2 separate regions of the Sminthopsis crassicaudata genome follow, and region 1 is linked to region 2. A link is a contact called in public Hi-C data. All regions are on one chromosome and are shown on one strand. The core of a region is the stretch at or near the end of the contact, and the rest is flanking DNA. Distances in the headings are between cores, read along the strand shown.

The links. Hi-C and Micro-C count contacts between places; a contact is called where the count stands out from the background.
Region 1: a contact with region 2 is called in a Hi-C map of hippocampus, with 4 times the contacts expected there. The contact joins the promoter of IVD here to the promoter of ANKRD63 in region 2. A contact is called at or near these places in 2 of 2 Hi-C or Micro-C datasets (fibroblasts and hippocampus).

What each region holds. Positions count from the first base shown.
Region 1 is chr2:270,288,270-270,293,187 of ASM4859323v1, forward strand. IVD (isovaleryl-CoA dehydrogenase) reads left to right here and starts at 2,178. Exons shown (of 12, transcript XM_074289287.1): 1 at 2,178-4,487. The coding sequence starts at 4,305.
Region 2 is chr2:270,125,656-270,130,617 of ASM4859323v1, forward strand. ANKRD63 (ankyrin repeat domain 63) reads right to left here and starts at 1,554. Exons shown (of 1, transcript XM_074289260.1): 1 at 1-1,554. The coding sequence starts at 891.

The DNA of each region.
Region 1 (4,918 bases), core at 928-3,427, 160 kb after region 2:
ACCAAAGAGCCTAGACTTTCAGGACTGAGATTCTCAATTTTTTTAATACAATTCTGCAGCCTCCATTATTTTGAAATATTGGAAAAGAAAAGATTGGTTCCCAAAATTCACGGCACATAGGCTTTGTTAATCTCCTCCATAATGTCAACTGAATCAAATTCGCTTCTAACCTGTAGATGGCTGGACCCCAACAGAGTAATCAAACACAAGTTTCAAATGGAGGGAACCATGGGGCTGATAGCCCAGTTGATACAATTCAGGCTCCAGAGTCAGGAGGGTGTGAATTCCAATTCAGTCTCAGACACTTGGCACTTTGTGTGCCCCTAGGCATATTACTTAAACCCAATTAATCTCATCAAAAAGCCAAAACAAAACAAAATCCACAAAGTGAAGGAAAGGGCTGGCAAGCAGAGGAGGAAAATTAGACACAAGTGCCAGAGTCCAGGGATCACCTGCACAGCGATTACACCGCAAATTGGAGCCCCGACAATTCAGGGTAACAGCAACAATGAGACAAGTTTGATTCAAAGCAGAATAGCATGACTAGAACATGGGTGCTTGGTCTTGTACTGAGTTTGTCTGGAGAGTATCTGAGCTCAGAACATACTTGTGTGATTTTGCCAGAGGAGGTCATCCAGAGGGTGGTCAGCACAGAAGATTGTTAATGTCAAGCTCAGTGTTTGCTTATTGGGCCTTAACTCTAGAAAACTGAGGATCTCCCAATACCTTACATTTAAAGGGACCCCACAGTCAGCAGCCCTATCCAACCCCTCCTTTGTGGTAGTTTTTTAAAAAATATTTTTAAAAATTTGTTTTTATTACTTTTTTTTCTAACATTACTTTCTATGTAAATTTTAAGTACCAAATTCTCTTCTTCCCATACTTTCCACATGTTTAAGCAAGTTAAATGATGGCAATTAGTTATACATGTGTAATCATTTTTCCATATTAGGAGTATCACCTTTCCCCCCCTCCCAAAAAAAGAAAATTATTCTTAAATATGCACTCAGTTTATAGCACTTTAAAAATAATAGCTTTTTATTTTTCAAAATACATGCAAAGATAGTTTTCAACATTCGTCCTTGCAAAACTTGTTCCAAATTTTTCTCTCCCTTACCTCTCCCCTCTCCTAGACAGCAAGTAACCCAACATAGGTTTAACATGTGCTTTTCTTCTAAATATATTTCCATATTTATCATGTTGAAAAATAAGATCAAAAAGAAAAAAAATAGGAAAAAAAGCAAGCAGACAACAAAAAAGATGAAAATACTATGTTGTGATCCATATTCAGTTCTCATAGTCCTCTCTCTGGATGTCAATTACTCCCTCCATTACAAATCTATTGGAATTGGCCTGAATCACTTTAGTGTTGAAGACAATGGTTGGACTAGATCACATAATCCTTTGGGGCAGCTGAGTGGTACAGTGGATGGAGTGCTGGGTCTGAAGTCAGGAAGATCAATCTTCCCAAATTCAGATCTGACCTTCTGGCCACTTAACCCTGTTTGCCTCAGTTTCCTCATCTGTAAAATGAGTTGGAGAAAGAAATGGCAAATCATTCCAGTATCTTCACCAAGAAAAACAAATAGGGTCACAGAGTTGGACAAGACTGAAACTACTAAATAACTTATCCTTTGACCATTTAGCAATTGGGAAATAGCTGTTACATTTGTAAAATTAACTCGGTTCCCTATATATTTGAGAAATTAGATCTTTATCAGACAAAAACATTTGTAATTTTACAAAAATGCTGTAAAAAATTTAGATCATTCTATTGCCTATGATATTTTTTAGCATAATGTAGTTATTAATTCTTTTTTTCTATTTCATTAAATGTACATTTTCCCTCAAGAATTATATATGGTTTCTCTGTGCAGATTATTTTTGGTTATAATCCTAGGCCTTTTGGTTTTTGGAATATCCCTTCAATATTCCAAACCCTTCACTGCTTTAACATGGAAGCTGCTAAAATCTTGTCTGATCCTAACTGTGCCTCTAGGTTATTTTAATTGTTTCTTTTTGAGTGCTTGCAATATTTTCTTCTTGACCTGGGAGCTCAGAAATTTGGTTATAATATTCCTGAGAGTTGTCATTTTGCGATCTCTTTGTAGATTCTTTCAATTTCTACTTTATCCTGTGGATCTAAGACATCAGGAAAGTTTCCCTTTATATTTTCTTTAAATACAATATCTAGACTCTTTCTTGATCATCACTTTCAAGTGGTTCAATAATTCCTTAATTATCTTTCTCTTCTCAATCTATTTTCCAGATCAATTGTTTTTCAAATGAGAGTTTTCACATTTTCTTCTGTATTTTCATTTTTTTTTTACTTCATTATTTCTTGCTGCCTTGTGGATTCAAGTTTTCCTTTGTCCAATTCTAATTTTTAAGGAGTTATTTTTTTCAATGAATCTTGTCTCTCTTTTTCTATTTGGCCAATTCTGTTTTTTAAGGAGTTCTTTTCTTTAGTGAATTTTTATGCTTCTTTTACCAATTAGCCAATTTTGTTTTAGAAGGTGTTATTTTCTTCAGTATTTCTTTTGTGTCTCTCTTATTAGCTTTTAACTCTCTTTTCATTATTTTCTTGCATCCCTTATTTCTTTTGCTAATTTTTCCCCTTAGAAATTTTATTCTCTTCAACCTTTTCCCGGAATAATTCTTGAGCTTGTGTCCAATTAGATTTTTCTTTGAGCTTTCATTTATGGCTTCTTCTGAGTTACATCTTCCCTGACACCATAGTGACTTTTTGTGGCAAAGTTCTTTTTTTGTTGTTCTGTGCTCATTTTTTTTCAACCTATTTTTTGACTTTGAACTTAAAGGACGAGAAGGTTCTGTGCCAAGTTTCAGGCTTTTTTAACTCTGCAGTTTTCCGTGGACTTCTGGGTTGGGGAGGTGGGTCAGCAAGTTTTCCCTTCTTCCAAGCTGGTGGGATCCAGGGAGAAGAAGAGTGCTCTTCTGCACTCTCACCTTTACCCAAGAAGGGCTCCTAATCCCCCGCAGCTGCAAACGCTAGCGCACTCCTGATCCTGGTGCTGGACTGCAGCCATAAGCTCTAATACTTGTCAGCTCGCTGTTGTCTCTTACTCAACTCTAAAACCTTTTGGCCTTAAACATATATGTTCTTGGAAATTTCTCAACTGATTGTGCTGAGAGGAGAGGGAAGCAGTGATTTAAGTCCGGGTACTCTAATCTCCTTGACAAACAAAAGGGAACTTTGTCATTTTAAAGCCTGTCACTGAACAATGGGCAGCAATCCGCGTGGCCCCGCACCTGCCCGAGTGTAGCCTCCCAGGAAAGCAGGTTGGCGATGTCTCTTCTGCCCACGAAACCAGCAGCGCTACGGGTTAGGCCCTGGTTTACGTTTTGCCCATCACCACCACTATGGGTGAAGTGCCAGGCCCAGATCAGGAGAATCTCATTTCAAATCAGGCCTACACACTACGTGTATCACCTTGGACAAGTCGTTTAACCTCAGTCTAACTCCATTTACTCGCCTGTGGTGGAGAAAAATATAACACCTCCCTCCCAAAGTTGTTGGGAGGAGACACTGAGGTAACATCTGAAAAAAAAAAAAAGGCACTTAGTACAGTGCCTGGCACCTGGTAGGCGCTACCGAAATGCGATTGTTATTTCAAATAAGAGGGCAGCTAGGGGGCGCAGTGGTTAGCGCACCAGTCCGAGATCTGGAGAACTGGGGACTAATCTGCTCTCGGACTCTTAACGTTCCCGGCTGTGTAACCCAGGCAAGTCTCGTAACCCCGATTGTCTCAGCAAAATACAAAACAAAAACAAATAACTGTAACCTTAGACTGATAGAGTCCTCCTCCGTCCCCTTACACAACCATTTCAGGCTGTCATTGTTTTCTTGCTTTCAACCATCTTATTTACGCGTTGTAAAAAGAATGGGGCAAGAGACTGAGATTCTCCGACTGACGCCTTCGCCGCCGCCCCCACCGCCTCCCCCGCGTCCAAAGGGCGTGCGCGGCAGTGCTGCAGGCTGGAGCAGTTTGCCAGGGAATTGCTCTTATTTTCTTTTAGTGACGAAGGGCAGGACAGTCTCAAGAAGCGCTAATCATTCCCCTTAGTAATGGCTATTCCGAGATGTGGGCGCCGCCGCCTGCCGCGGTCACCCGGCGCTTCGCGGGGAGGGGGCCCACTTCCCAGGACACTGATTGGCTCGAAGGAAACTCGGGCTGGGGGGAGAGTCATTCGGAGGGCCTGAGCACTCATAGGCTGCTGGGGCCCCACCCCCTCACCGATTGGGCAGAGGCAGAGGCGCTCGGGGATTGGTGAAGTTGCTGGGGATGGCCCGGGCCAAAAGCGTAAGCCGGCGATTGGGAGCAGAGATGGCGCCCGCATCCTGGCTGGTTTGTGCCCGCCCGCCTTGGGGGAAACTGCGGCTGCCCGCGCTCTTCGCCTCACGGAGGGGCTATTCGACGATGCCTGTGGATGACACGATAAACGGGCTGAGTGAAGAGCAAAAACAGGTAGCAAAAGTGTCCCCGGCCCTAGCTGTTGGGGGCCGTGCGAGCGGCAGCTAGACTGCGCTGTCTCCTGGCTCCCCCGATCTGCCCAGCGAGGCTCGGGCTTCCCGGGCCCGGCCCAGCTTCTCCAGTTCCAGGAGGCCCGAGGCTGACAGACGAGCCCGGCCCCCGCCTCCTCTAGTTGGAGCGGGAGCTGGGATTGCTGCGCCGCGTGCCTGGGGGCCTCACCCGAGAAGAGCGGCTCCCGCAGTCTCCGGCCCGTGTGGGCTGCGCCGCCAGGTCGGCGGCCCGAGCCAGAGCTGGGAGCTTCCTAGGGCGCTGTAGGCGGGCCCTGGCAAGGCTCGGGGACTCTAGAGAGACTCCCGGGGCGCTGTTCCGCCACTCGCAGTCCGGGCCAGCTTTCGCCTTTCCTTTTTAGATTAACGTTTAACATT
Region 2 (4,962 bases), core at 304-2,803:
CTGAGAGCGCCACCTCCCTGTGCCCGAGGCCTGAGGGGAATTGGGACGGGGTAGCTGCGCAGCCGCCCGGACCCGCGCAGCCTCCTCCTCGGTCACTGAGCCTAGAGCCAAGCTCATGCTGCGGCCAAATTCGGGCCGCTCGTTGCCAAACGATCTCTGCCGGCCCGAGCCTTTGCCCCCGGGGCCTGTTTCACCCCCATGGCCTCCAGCCGCCCGGGCGAAGCGGGCCAGAAGAGGCCGTGGAAGGCGGCGAGGGCTAGGCCGGCGACGCTCGGGGCTGGGCGCAGCACTGGGCCGGCCTGGGGGACTGTCCGACGTAGAGCCCCGGGCGCGGGCGGCCGCCGCAGCGGCAGCACGACCCCAGGGCCCGGTGAGCGCTTGGACACAAGGCCCATGGCCTCTGGCGGCCGCGAGCTGCAAAGCTGTGAGGCCCGCGCGGTTAGTGCGGTCGAGGCGCAAACCAAGGCGGCGGAAAGAGCGCACCAGGAATTCGAGCACAGCGCCGTGGCCACACGCGGCGGCCCACATCACTGGGCTATTACCCGCCGAATCGGCCGCCTCTGGGTCGCCGCTGTACTGCACCAGCAGCTGCACCGCGTCCAGGTGACCCCGCTCGCAGGCCAGGCTCAGCGCCGTGCGGCCCCTCTCGTCTCGCAGGTTCACGGCCGCGCCCTGTTCCAGCAACAACCGAACGAAGCGGGATCTGAGCGTGGGGTCCGGCAACCCTACAGCCACCATGAGCGGCGTACGTCCCTGCTCCGCCCGACAATCAATGATGCTACGGTCCAAGGCGTCCAGGACAAAACGCGCCAGGTGCACCTTGCCAGCTTGCATCGCCTCCAAAAAAGTACGAGTGCCCGCCCGAGGGCACAGATCCTTTGGCTTCAACATACCCTCGGTCCCTTGCTTGGCCTTGGCGCTTGAGGGAGGTGGGTTCCGAGCCCCGGAGCTACTCCGGAGTCTCACTCAGAACTGTTCAAGGTACCGCTGGGCCTCGGGCCTGCTGCTGGTGCTCCACGCGTGGGCGGGCTTGGCCCAGAGCTGGTGCTCCTGCGTTTGGGACTTGCCAATCAGATGCCCAAGGACTCCTGTCGCAGGTCCTGGGTTTCCCACAAAGCCGAAGATTTTTTCTGGAGTTCCTGTTGCTTGTTTTTCTGTTTGTGAGGGGGGAATCCCTTGCTCCTCACTGGTCTCGGACTCCTTGTCTACGCTCTCTACTTCTCTGGCTCCCGGACTTCACGCGTGGATATTTCTGCTTCACGCTGCTCTCACAGCCAATACCTGGCTGTCCACTAGAAGGTAACCACAGGTCCCGGGCTCCCCTATTTGGGATTCCCCGCTACTTTTCCTGTCCCCAGGTGTTTCCCAATCCCATACCTGGGGCCCTCTCGCAGCTATTCAGGTGATCGCGTCTACCGTTTCAGCCTCTCTAGCTTCCCTGCTGAAACAACGGAGGAGGCAATGGGATCTCTTCCAAAGCTGGTGGGGAGCGCTGCTCCTCAGGCTGTGGCGCCGCCGCTGCTCTTCCTCCCACTCGTGGGGAGGTGGAGGGGGGTGGAGAGGGAAGCCGCACTGGGGCGCCAGTTACTTAGGGGATTAATTGGCTCAAGAGCAGTCGAAGTCACCCGCCAGGAATCCGGGTTTCACAGTCTCGGGGGTAAGGGTAGAGTCGGACTCTCCATCGTCAAGTCTCCTCTGGAACTCAAGGAGGGTTCCAGGACGGGGGAGCGGCGCCCAGCGCCCCACTGGGGGATCAGAGCCGAGGATCGACTCCTCCTATCTCTCCGCCGGGGCTGAGACGGCGGCTGTGAAACCGGGGGCGGGGGGCGGGTGCAGCTCGTGGGGGGCCACTGGTACTGAGCAGCTCCAATCCCAGATTCCAGTCTCATCCCCTCTGCCTGCACTGCACGGCGCCTGAGTCCCACCTCCTCACGCTCCTTGCCTGCCCCCTCCGAGGGCCTGGGGGTGGGGAGGGGTACAACTCAGACACCTCAAGCGGCAAGATCCATCCTCCAGACTGAGAAGAGCAGGGGAGCGCCACCCAACACCCCTGTATTAGGAAGACTAGGAGAGTGACCCGTCTGTCGGCAACTGAGTCACCAAAGGAGAAGTCATTTCTCTAGGATTGGGTTCGTTGTAACAGGTCAGAGTTAGAACTGAAAAGAGCTGAGAGACTTGGAGCTGTTCGGGGAGGGGCTGGGGGAGGGTATAGTTGAGAAAAAGAATAAAGGTGTAATGTTCAGTGCGCTTGCCGAGCGCTCCGCCAGAGTCGTCGACTGACATCTCCACACTCGCATATACTCACAAGCTCCTCAGTACACGAAAACTAACACTCATGAACACATACGGTTTTCTTCGGCACACGCTGAAGGGCGAGCGCATGTACATGTACATACACACACACACACACACACACACACACACACACACACACACACACACACACAAACGGCTGAATTCTACAGCCTTCAACACCTTCAGCCTGAACACCCCCAGCCCTCCCCCGCACAGACTCTCTTCAGGCTGCAGGAGGAGACAAGCCTCCTCTTTCTTTGAGCACATTAGCTGCTCTAGGTTTCTCCCAAGCTTCTGGGTTCCTGCATTTTAATCTCTGCTTTTCACATTATGTAGAAAAAGGGTCTTGGAGGGTAAGGAAGCAGGACAGCATCCACAGGTGATTCGGTCAAGGAAAATACATCCAGAATTACCGGTTTCCGTCCCCCTCTCACACCTTTCTCCCGACTGAACGGAAAAACAGTCCTTCTCCAAGCTCAAATAGCTTCTTGAATCTTCTCTCCCCCCCCCCCCAGCCCCAACCTTGGTCTGGGAAAGAGGCTGCTAAAGGAACAGGGAAGGGAGGGAGATGGGAGTGAGGCAAGGAAATGGAGGATGCAATAGAGACATTAAGCACTGTTTTCTTCTATAAAGACCACTAACCTTTCAGAACCTCACTCTCTGACCCCAAACCTTCTCCCAGAACACACTTCCTTCCCCTCAGGAAAACTGGAAAAGGGAAAGTGTAAAACACAACTATCTCACTCTCAAACAAGGTTTGGTCCAGTTGGGAAGACTTGGCAGCCTTCAGAAGGATGGGGTACTGTGAATTCAAAAGTGACAAAGGATAAGGTCCCTGACTCCTGAGAGATTATTATCTAATAGGGGGATATCTGTAGGCAACTAGGTGGAAAAGTGGGGGTCCGGAGTCAGGAAAATCCTGATCTCACACTAGTCTCACACACTTACTAGCTGTGCAACTCTAGGCAAGTCACTGAATCTTGTTTGCCTCAGTTTCCTCACCTTAAAATGAGCTAGAAAAGAAAATGGTAACTCATTCCAATATCTTGTGACCCCAAAAAGGGGTCACAAAGGATGGGACATAACTGAACTATTTGAACAACAATGAGGGGGATAACTATACAAATAAGCATAGAGGTATAGAGAGGTAAAAGACAGGTCCTTATCTGTCCTCAGGGAACTTATGGCTTAGGTGAGGAGATAAGGCACATAGAGGGACAAAGGGGGCTAATAATCCAAGTATCAAGTGAGAGGATAGGTGTTAATAGGGGCTAAGGGAAAGAAAAAATACTGGTGGGCACAGGTGGTGGGGAAAGTCTAAAAGAGGTTGGAATCCAAACTACATAGGGTCTTAAAGGGTAAAAGATTTGGATAGGTGGAAAACAGTAGGGAAAAAAACATTGACTCAGGAATCAGAAGATGGCAATTCAAACCACCTGCCTGTGTTGAGACATTGGACAAGACACAGCCTCATTGGCCTTTTTCCTCATCTGAAAATAAAAGGGTTGTTCTAGATGGCCTTCATTCTCTTTCACTTTTTATATTATATGACCCTATGAAAGCTTTCCAGACAAATGGAGTAGCCAGAGTGATAAAACTCAAAGCATCTTCTTGTTGCTGTTCAGTTGGGTCCAATTCTTCATGAGCCTGTGGGCCAAGCTGTCTATGGTTTTCTTGGCAAAGATACTGGAATGGTTTGCCATTTTCTTCTTCAGTAGATTGCGGCAACAGAGGCAAACAGCCCAGAATCACAGCTAGTCACAGGTTGTATTTGAACTTCAGGCCCAGAACTCTATCCACTGAGCCATCTAGTTGCCTGAGGCATCTTAAGATGGCAATAATAAAACCAGTTAAGACTGTGGTTTGGACTTAAAGAAAATATGTGATAAAATGGGAGCTCAAAGGATATTATGTTTCTAAGTTTCTGTTTTTTCATATAGAATTTCAGTATTACAATCATCAAACATTTAGAAATCCCACAACATAAAGAAATGCTCCCCAACCCTTCTATTTTGTCAGAAGGTAAAACTCTCATATGCATTCAAATTCATCTCATTCAATTTGATAAACATTTTTTTAAGCACTCCAAACAGAATACTATGTCCAGGATACAAAGATGAAGTCAGCAATAATCCCTGCACTGAAAGAAATTATATTCAGATAGGGAGATATATAACATATTGTGGTTAATGTGGAAATATGATTTGAGGGGACTTCATATTTGTATAATGAATATCATCTTTCTTGCCTTCTCAATGGGAAGAGGAGGAAGATAGAAGGAGGGAGAGAAATTGAAACTAAAAATAAAAATAAAAAAACAGGGTATAGCCCCCTACCCCAAACCCCATATATGTAATTATGTTAAATGGCCATCATAAAATTTAAATGAAAGTGTGAAGAAAAGAGCCAAAATACACCCAAAAATTTACTTCAAAATAAAGTTATCAAATATGGTGAGCTTGAAACCTGTGTTGGGCCTCTAAACCTGACTATCTCTGTAATCTTGGACAAGTCATTTACCCTCTCTGTGTCTCAGTTTTCTCATTTGTAAATTGAAGAGGTTGAGTTGGATGGCATCTGAGGTTCTCTTGAGTTCTAAATCTTTGATCCTAAGGAAAGAAGAGAGTTCAACAGGAGATGGGTGGCAGGGGAAAGGTCTTTTTTCAA